Regions from separate parts of the Mustela erminea genome. Here region 1 is linked to region 2. The links are chromatin contacts, called in public Hi-C maps. All regions are on one chromosome and are shown on one strand. Each heading gives the region's core, a stretch centred on a gene start, on an enhancer-like site or on the middle of the called end of the contact. The rest is flanking DNA. Distances are from core to core; before and after follow the strand shown. Region 1 holds the start of RNGTT (mRNA-capping enzyme). Region 2 holds the start of LOC116588238 (coiled-coil-helix-coiled-coil-helix domain-containing protein 2-like).

Region 1 (3,348 bases), core at 741-3,240, 200 kb before region 2:
ACAGTATGTGCTATGGTGAGTGCTGTGAAGTGTGTAAACCTGGCGACTCACACAGCTGTACCCCTGGGGCTAATAATACATTATATGTTTATAAAAACACAAAAAATTAAATTTTTTTTAAAAATTTTTTTAAAAATCTTTAAAAAAAATAAAAAAGGACTCTTTCAACAATTTCAAATAACTGGTAAGACATACTATAAATATATACATAACATGTAATCATAGTTCACTACAAAACCCTTCTAGAATCAGCAGCAAGTTGTGGTTCAAATGTAAATCGTTCACTCCTCAAAAACACAGTGTTAAGAAAATGAAAAACCAAGCCACAGACAGGAGAAAAAAAAAATTTAAGCATATATCCAATATACGATTTGTATTTACAATATATAAAGAAGTCTAACCATTCAACAATAAGATAAAAACCCAATTAAAAAATCAGTACACGATCTGGACATCTCACAGAAGATATGTGAATTGCCAAGAAGCTCATATACACCACAAACCACAATATGACTAAATACCTATTATCGTGGGTAAAATTAAAAAGACTGACCATACCAAGCCTTGGAGAGGATATGAACTAAACAGAACTCTCAGACATTAATGGTGGGAATGTAAAATGCTATGGCTTTTAAAAAGAGTTTGACATTTTTTTAAAAGGTTAAACATACACCTACCATATGATCCTTTCCTCTCCTAGAACCTGACACAAGAGAAATGAAAGCATATATCCATACAAATTACTGCACAGGAATGTTCATAGCAGGTTAATTTGTAATAGCCAAAAACTGCAAACAACCTAAATGACTATCAGTGAGTGTATGGATAAACAAATGTGCTGCATCCATTAACAATGGACTACTACTGTTTGTATGTGCAATAAAAAGGGATGCACATACAAACATACAAGAACTTGGATAAATCTCAAAATAACAATGCTGAGCAAAAGAATACAGAGACCTTCCCCCCAAAACAAGTGTATGCACTGTATGATTCTATTTATTTTTTTTTAAGTATAGAAAATGCAAACTAATCTATGACAGAAAGCATGTAAGAGATTGCCTGAGGAGGAAGGGATTACAGGGGGCAGTCGAAACTCTTGAGCGGTGATGGTTATGTTCACTGTTTTGATTGTAGTGGTGGTTTCATGGGTGTTTCACTGGAAGTGTGTCTGGGTATGCGGCATTTCTCACACAACACTTTAAGGTTTGTTATGTGTCAAACTCAATGAAGACGCAAAAATTCACAACAAAATCGTTTTTAAAAACCAAACTCCAGTCAGTGTCGATCCATTTCAGCACTGGGAAACTTCCCTCTCCTCTTGAGCCCTCCATCTCAAGACTGACACTTGTCCCTACCCCATCCGAGAAACCTGGAAGGTTCCTAAACTTCTAAGCTTCAAAGTAATGCCCGCTGTGTTCTTGGGCCCCCAGCTCCCGCTACCCAAACCTCCTGTCTACTTTCGCGTTCGCAATACTTAGTCGTCCTGGAGAGTGACACGTGCCCCCACCCACCGGCCCACCCCCTCCAATCACTTTCCCAAACACTCAACCACGAAGCTTCGTCCGACCGAGCACATCTCGGTCCTGAAATACCACTAACAAGCACGGAACCCCACGAAAGCTGCGCCCCTCACACGGCCCACCCACGGGCCCGCGGATATGCAGGGACTCGAACACCACCCCCGTCCGGGTTACCTGCCACCGGCTGGCCGCGCCGCGGACAGTTCAGCCACCGTGGTGGGATCTTGTTATGAGCCATGTCTCGGGGCCGCGCAGAGGCGCCCCCTCCACCAACGTTCGCCGCGCCAACGCCGCCGCCTCCTCGCGGTCGGCTCCGTACCGAGGGTCCGAGGCACCCGAATCCCGGCAGGGGTCGAAATCCCAGCAGCTCCTGCCCGGGAAACGTCAGAGGCGGCGCGCCACTTTCATTCAGGATCAACTCCACCACTCTAAGAGAGCCCACAATGCACTGCTACTTCCGCCCCTAAAGGCCCCGCCCCCTTCTTTCCGAGGTCAGAGGGAAAGACGCAGATGCTCGTTAAGAGGGATGGGAGGGAGTTAAAGCCACGGCGAATGGGAGGGGCGCGTCTTCCATTGCCCCGCCCCACCGAGAACTCCCGCTCGCCCTTAGGACGGCTTCGCGCAAGCGCGGGTGGCCTCGTACCGGTTCCCGCAAATGACACGTATTTTGTATTCTTCCCTAGTCAGCAGATAGACACCCCTGAAGATGTAGAGAAGCCAGCCCTCTTTCCAGGCGTAGACTGATCCGCAGCTTCCACAAAAGCATCTGTTTTAGTGATGAAAGTGTCCTTCCCACCACTGTTAACGATCTAGAGCCTGATCGCCCTTTTTTCTGCCCAGCTTGGCGTCCCGGCAGGATCTGAGTTTGAGCTGAAATTTGGGAAGTTTTCCTTGACATGGATCAGGGAAACAAGCTTTAGAGACATTCTAAGGGCGAGAAGTTGGAATGCCAGAAATGACTTTCTCTTTGGGAGCGGGGGCGGGGGGGTACTTGTAAGGATCCTTGAAGTATCTGAAATTAATCCCAAAATGGTTTTCTAGAGTTTTGTTTGTACATTTCTGGAGCAAATTTTTCGAGTACTGGGGAGCATCAGGGGCTCCGTGTCTCAAAGTTACTAACGTGCATAACTGGCAAAGGCGGGAACACAAAGGGGTGTTCTTTGCCTTACCGAACAAATGGTCTTACCCTTCGAGTTAAACAGGAGTGATTGGGAACGTTTTATAAACTCCGTCCTGTAATAAGACTTTCTGTAATTACTAAAGTGTTAAACATAAAACTGGATAATGGAAAAATTAATTTTAATGTAGCGATTTGGTTTTAAAGACCAATACTATATTTGAATTGTAAGATTGTGAGTTTAGGGGGTGGGTGGCGTATACTTTAAAGTGGGTAGGTGGGAAACTTAAGGAACAGCTCAGCCCCTGAATGCCTGTACCCTCTCAGTAAGACTCAGAATTCTCCCATAAACAGAGAGGTCCTGAGTTAGGTCTCACTCCCAGTCTGTCCTGCTGTTACAACTACTGAGACCTTTTTGTAAATGTGTCACACCTCTCCTGACAGGACAAGATAAGGTTTTCCTTACCGACCAGCTGTGTATCTAAATATTTCTCTTCCCTGCTGACAAAGTAAAATGGATACCATGCCCAAATCTCTAGGGATGGAAAAGGTGAACCGAATCCTGTGATAATATCTCATTTTCCCTCTCTGGGGATGACTCCCCTTGGAAAGCATCCCCCCTCACACACTCTCACACACACACAGTCCTAGGCACAGGGAGAGCTTCCCAGAGGCTTCATGCCACCCATGAGCCTCTGTAATTGGTTG
Region 2 (3,526 bases), core at 922-3,421:
GAAGGCAGACGCTTAACCAACTGAGTCACCCAGGCCCTCATAAGTGTCTTGAATGTATTTCCTGTTTGTGATGTAAAGCTGTGAATTACATCACTGGGCCTGTGGGCACTCAGTGCATGCCTGTCTCCCTCTGCTGGACTCATGATCAAATTGTTATGGCAACTTCTTAAACTATTTCCAAGCCTGTTCTTAACTGAAACACACAGGCTTCTAGGTTCCGGTATAACATGCACACACAAACTCAAAAAGTCCCCTAGTTCTTGTTGATGGAGTTTGATGTGCTCATCCCAGCTTACAGGAGTCATTGTGGAGAAAGAAGGAAATACTGTGCTATCAGTCTATGCCTAAAGCCACAGTGACCGCTCAGAGCCCTTCACGGAATGTGCTGGGATGAAAGAGGGGGGTGTTGATGTGGGGTTCCCCTCAGTGGCACTTTGTGGTCTGAGGCCTGAATGCAAAACACAAGGACTTCTTTCATCTGCCCAAAGCCACCCAACCGCTGGGTAACTCCAGCTTGCCGCTGAACGGTCCTGTGGCATTTACAAAACATTTTACCTCTGTGGTTCCATTTGGCCCCAAGACCCGGCCCCGGAAGTTGGCACAGCAGATTACTACGTCTACTTCATGGATGAGGAGGCTGAGGCTCCAGCTCATTCAGTTATTTTCCGCAGGACATGTGGTTAATAAACAGGAAAACTTGGGCTTCTGATCCCAAAGCCTGTGCTTTTCCATTGACTCTGACTCCTCCCTCTGCCTGAAATGGCTGGTGTGTGTGCGAAAAGATTTGTCACACAGTCTTCTTATCTAACATGTTGTCGAAGGCATTTTGAAGACATCTTAGATATTTTAGTTAATTAGTTCCAGATTATTCCCTGCTAATTAGGGGAAATGATCCATTTAAACGAAAGAAGGCTTTTTGGCCATGGTAAGAATGAATTCTTTGAATGAGAAGCCATATTTGGAGCTCTTCAACTCTTGAAGAAAAGAAAGAATGTAATTTAATCTTATCATAAAATAAACAATAGGCGTAGGCTGAATTCAGCAGCAGAAAAGAAGGAAATAATAGCTGTGCAATGTAATGTATGACTATTGGACTTTTTTCAGCATGAGACTGTCTTGACTCACAGATTAACGCTGGTTGCATATAATTCCTTAAAAATAAGCGGACACAAATTCCACTCTCTTTGAATCTGTGGAAAAATCACAACAAAATAGCCAGTCTCATTGTGCATTCCTTTGTCTCCACTTTTTCCAATGACTTGGTTCCTTGCTTTAAGGAGAGAGAAAACACTGGGGATCCTTAAAAGTCAGTGAAATGAATGCTTTTTGTGGATTTGTGTCCACTTTCTGCCCTCTGACTGTCAGGGTTGGCTTTCTTTAGGGCCTTCTTTTTTTTAATTTATTATTATTATTATTTTTTAAGATTTTGTTTGTCAGAGAGAGAATGCACAGGCAGGGGGAAGAGCAGTCTCCCCACTGAGCGAGGAGCCCAACGCAGGGACTCGATCCCAGGACCCTGGGATCATGACCTGAGCTGAAGGCACATGCTTAACCGACTGAGCCACCCAGGTGCCCACTTTAGGGGCTTCTGAAATCACCCTGAATCTTGCTCCACACCCTGCTATCCCACCAGGAAAACATCCAGGACAGCTCCAAGATGAATACAAAGGACAGGTTTGTAGAGGATTGCCATCCCTAACCGTTGGTGGCATCTCCTAGAATCATGACCCTACCAGCTGGAGGAGGTGTTAGTGCTCTCCAAGTTAATTTACTTCATTTAGGAACAGAAAACAGGTCCAGATGGGTAATTTGGTTTGGGTCGCTTTTCCCAAGTGGCTACTAAGTTGTAGGAGGTTCTTGCTCTCATTAGCTCCATTTCCGTACACCTGGTAATTTCCTGTTTTAGTCAATGCTGAAGATACAGCCAGCCAATCCCTGGTGATGTGGTTTTAGAGCCCATGACTCCTGCTTCTAATTATTCTGTAGAAAATGCTAAAGAAAGCAGCACAGGTGGTTTTCTCAGCAGGTTCTTCTAGAGTTGAATGTTCAGTTTCGGGTGTCGCTGAGTTAAGCTTCACCCAACTTTAGAACTTCCACAACTCACACTCCGAAACCTCAGTGTTAGGGACATGTAATATTTTAGACAACCATGATAATTTTGCTTAAAAACTGAACTTTAGGGGGTCTCCGCCGCGTCTCGGACATCTGGAAGCAGGGCCGCTCCGCCAGGAACCATGCCGCGTGGAAGCCGGAGCCGCACCTCCCGCATGGCCCCTCCGGCCAGCCGGGCTCCTCAGATGAGAGCTGCACCGAGACCAGCGCCTGCAGCTCAGCCGCCAGCAGCGGCTCCCCCATCTGCTGTTGGCTCACCTGCGGCTGCACCCCGGCAACCCGGTCTCATGGCCCAAATGGCATCCACTGCAGCAGGCGTGGCTGTGGGCTCTGCTGTTGGGCACACGATAGGTCACGCCATCACTGGGGGCTTCGGTGGAGGAAGTAGTGCTGAGCCTTCAAGGCCTGACATCACTTACCAGGAGCCTCAGGGAGCCCAGCCAGTGTACCAGCAGCCACAGCAGCAGTTTGGCCCTTGCCACTATGAGATGAAACAGTTTCTGGAGTGCGCCCAGAACCAGGGTGACCTTAAGCTTTGTGAAGGTTTCAGCGAGGTGCTGAAACAGTGCAGATTTGCAAATGGATTAGCCTAATCAAGAAGTTCAAATTGAAGACACGGAAAATCATCTCTCATGACCAAGTTAATTTAGCATAAAAATATATAATTAACAGTGAATATATAAAGTATAAAATCACCAGTTAAGCCTTTCCATCTTTAATTACAGCTTTCTTCAGAATTGAGATGAAAAGCATGTTCTTACTGAATAGAAGTTCATTGAGATGGTTTGAGTTTGGGGCTGCAAGGATGTTTGTGTGCCTCCTTAAATCACCTTTTGTGATGTTCTCATTTGTGAACTAATTAATAGAATAAAGTGATTTTCTCTCAAAAAAAAAAAAACTGAACTTTACCTTTGGGTCCATCTGAAGGTATCAGTTAGTATTAATTAGCAATGCTATTGTATTTTATTTATTTTGTTTTATTTTATTTTTAAAGTTTTTATGTATTCATTCATTTAAGTAATCTCTACACACAACATAGAGCTCAAACTCATGACCCTGAGATCAAGGGACCCATGTTCTTTGGACTGAGTCACCTGGGTGCCCCCCGCTTTTTAAAGAGTGGTCCCTGGTAATTTCAAAAGAAAAAAGAAAAAGAAATGCTGTGCTGCTGCCTACCCACCTCCCCCGTCCCCACCCAGTCATGCAAGGAGCCTTCCAACTCAGAGTGGGCTATGAGAAGCAAGGCCAAATGTCCAGGTGAGGACAGAGACATTCCAGTAAGTGACCAAAGGGCCTTGGGCACGGGGATGCTTCCTTCTCAGCATTCAGTGCTACAGCGAGCTTCCCAGCTCAGCTGTGTCCTGGGAAAGACGGCCTCAAGTAGGAGCTCCCAGGATCTCTTCTGTCCTGCGGG

Evidence for each region. Hi-C and Micro-C count contacts between places; a contact is called where the count stands out from the background.
Region 1: a contact with region 2 is called in a Hi-C map of fibroblasts, with 5 times the contacts expected there. The contact joins the promoter of RNGTT here to the promoter of LOC116588238 in region 2. A contact is called at or near these places in 3 of 3 Hi-C or Micro-C datasets (fibroblasts, skeletal muscle and spleen).

Annotation. Positions count from the first base shown.
Region 1 is chr4:41,527,490-41,530,837 of mMusErm1.Pri, reverse strand. RNGTT (mRNA-capping enzyme) reads right to left here and starts at 1,990. Exons shown (of 16, transcript XM_032339080.1): 1 at 1,698-1,990. The coding sequence starts at 1,761.
Region 2 is chr4:41,323,717-41,327,242 of mMusErm1.Pri, reverse strand. LOC116588238 (coiled-coil-helix-coiled-coil-helix domain-containing protein 2-like) reads left to right here and starts at 2,171. Exons shown (of 1, transcript XM_032339074.1): 1 at 2,171-3,010. The coding sequence starts at 2,235. The coding sequence ends at 2,705.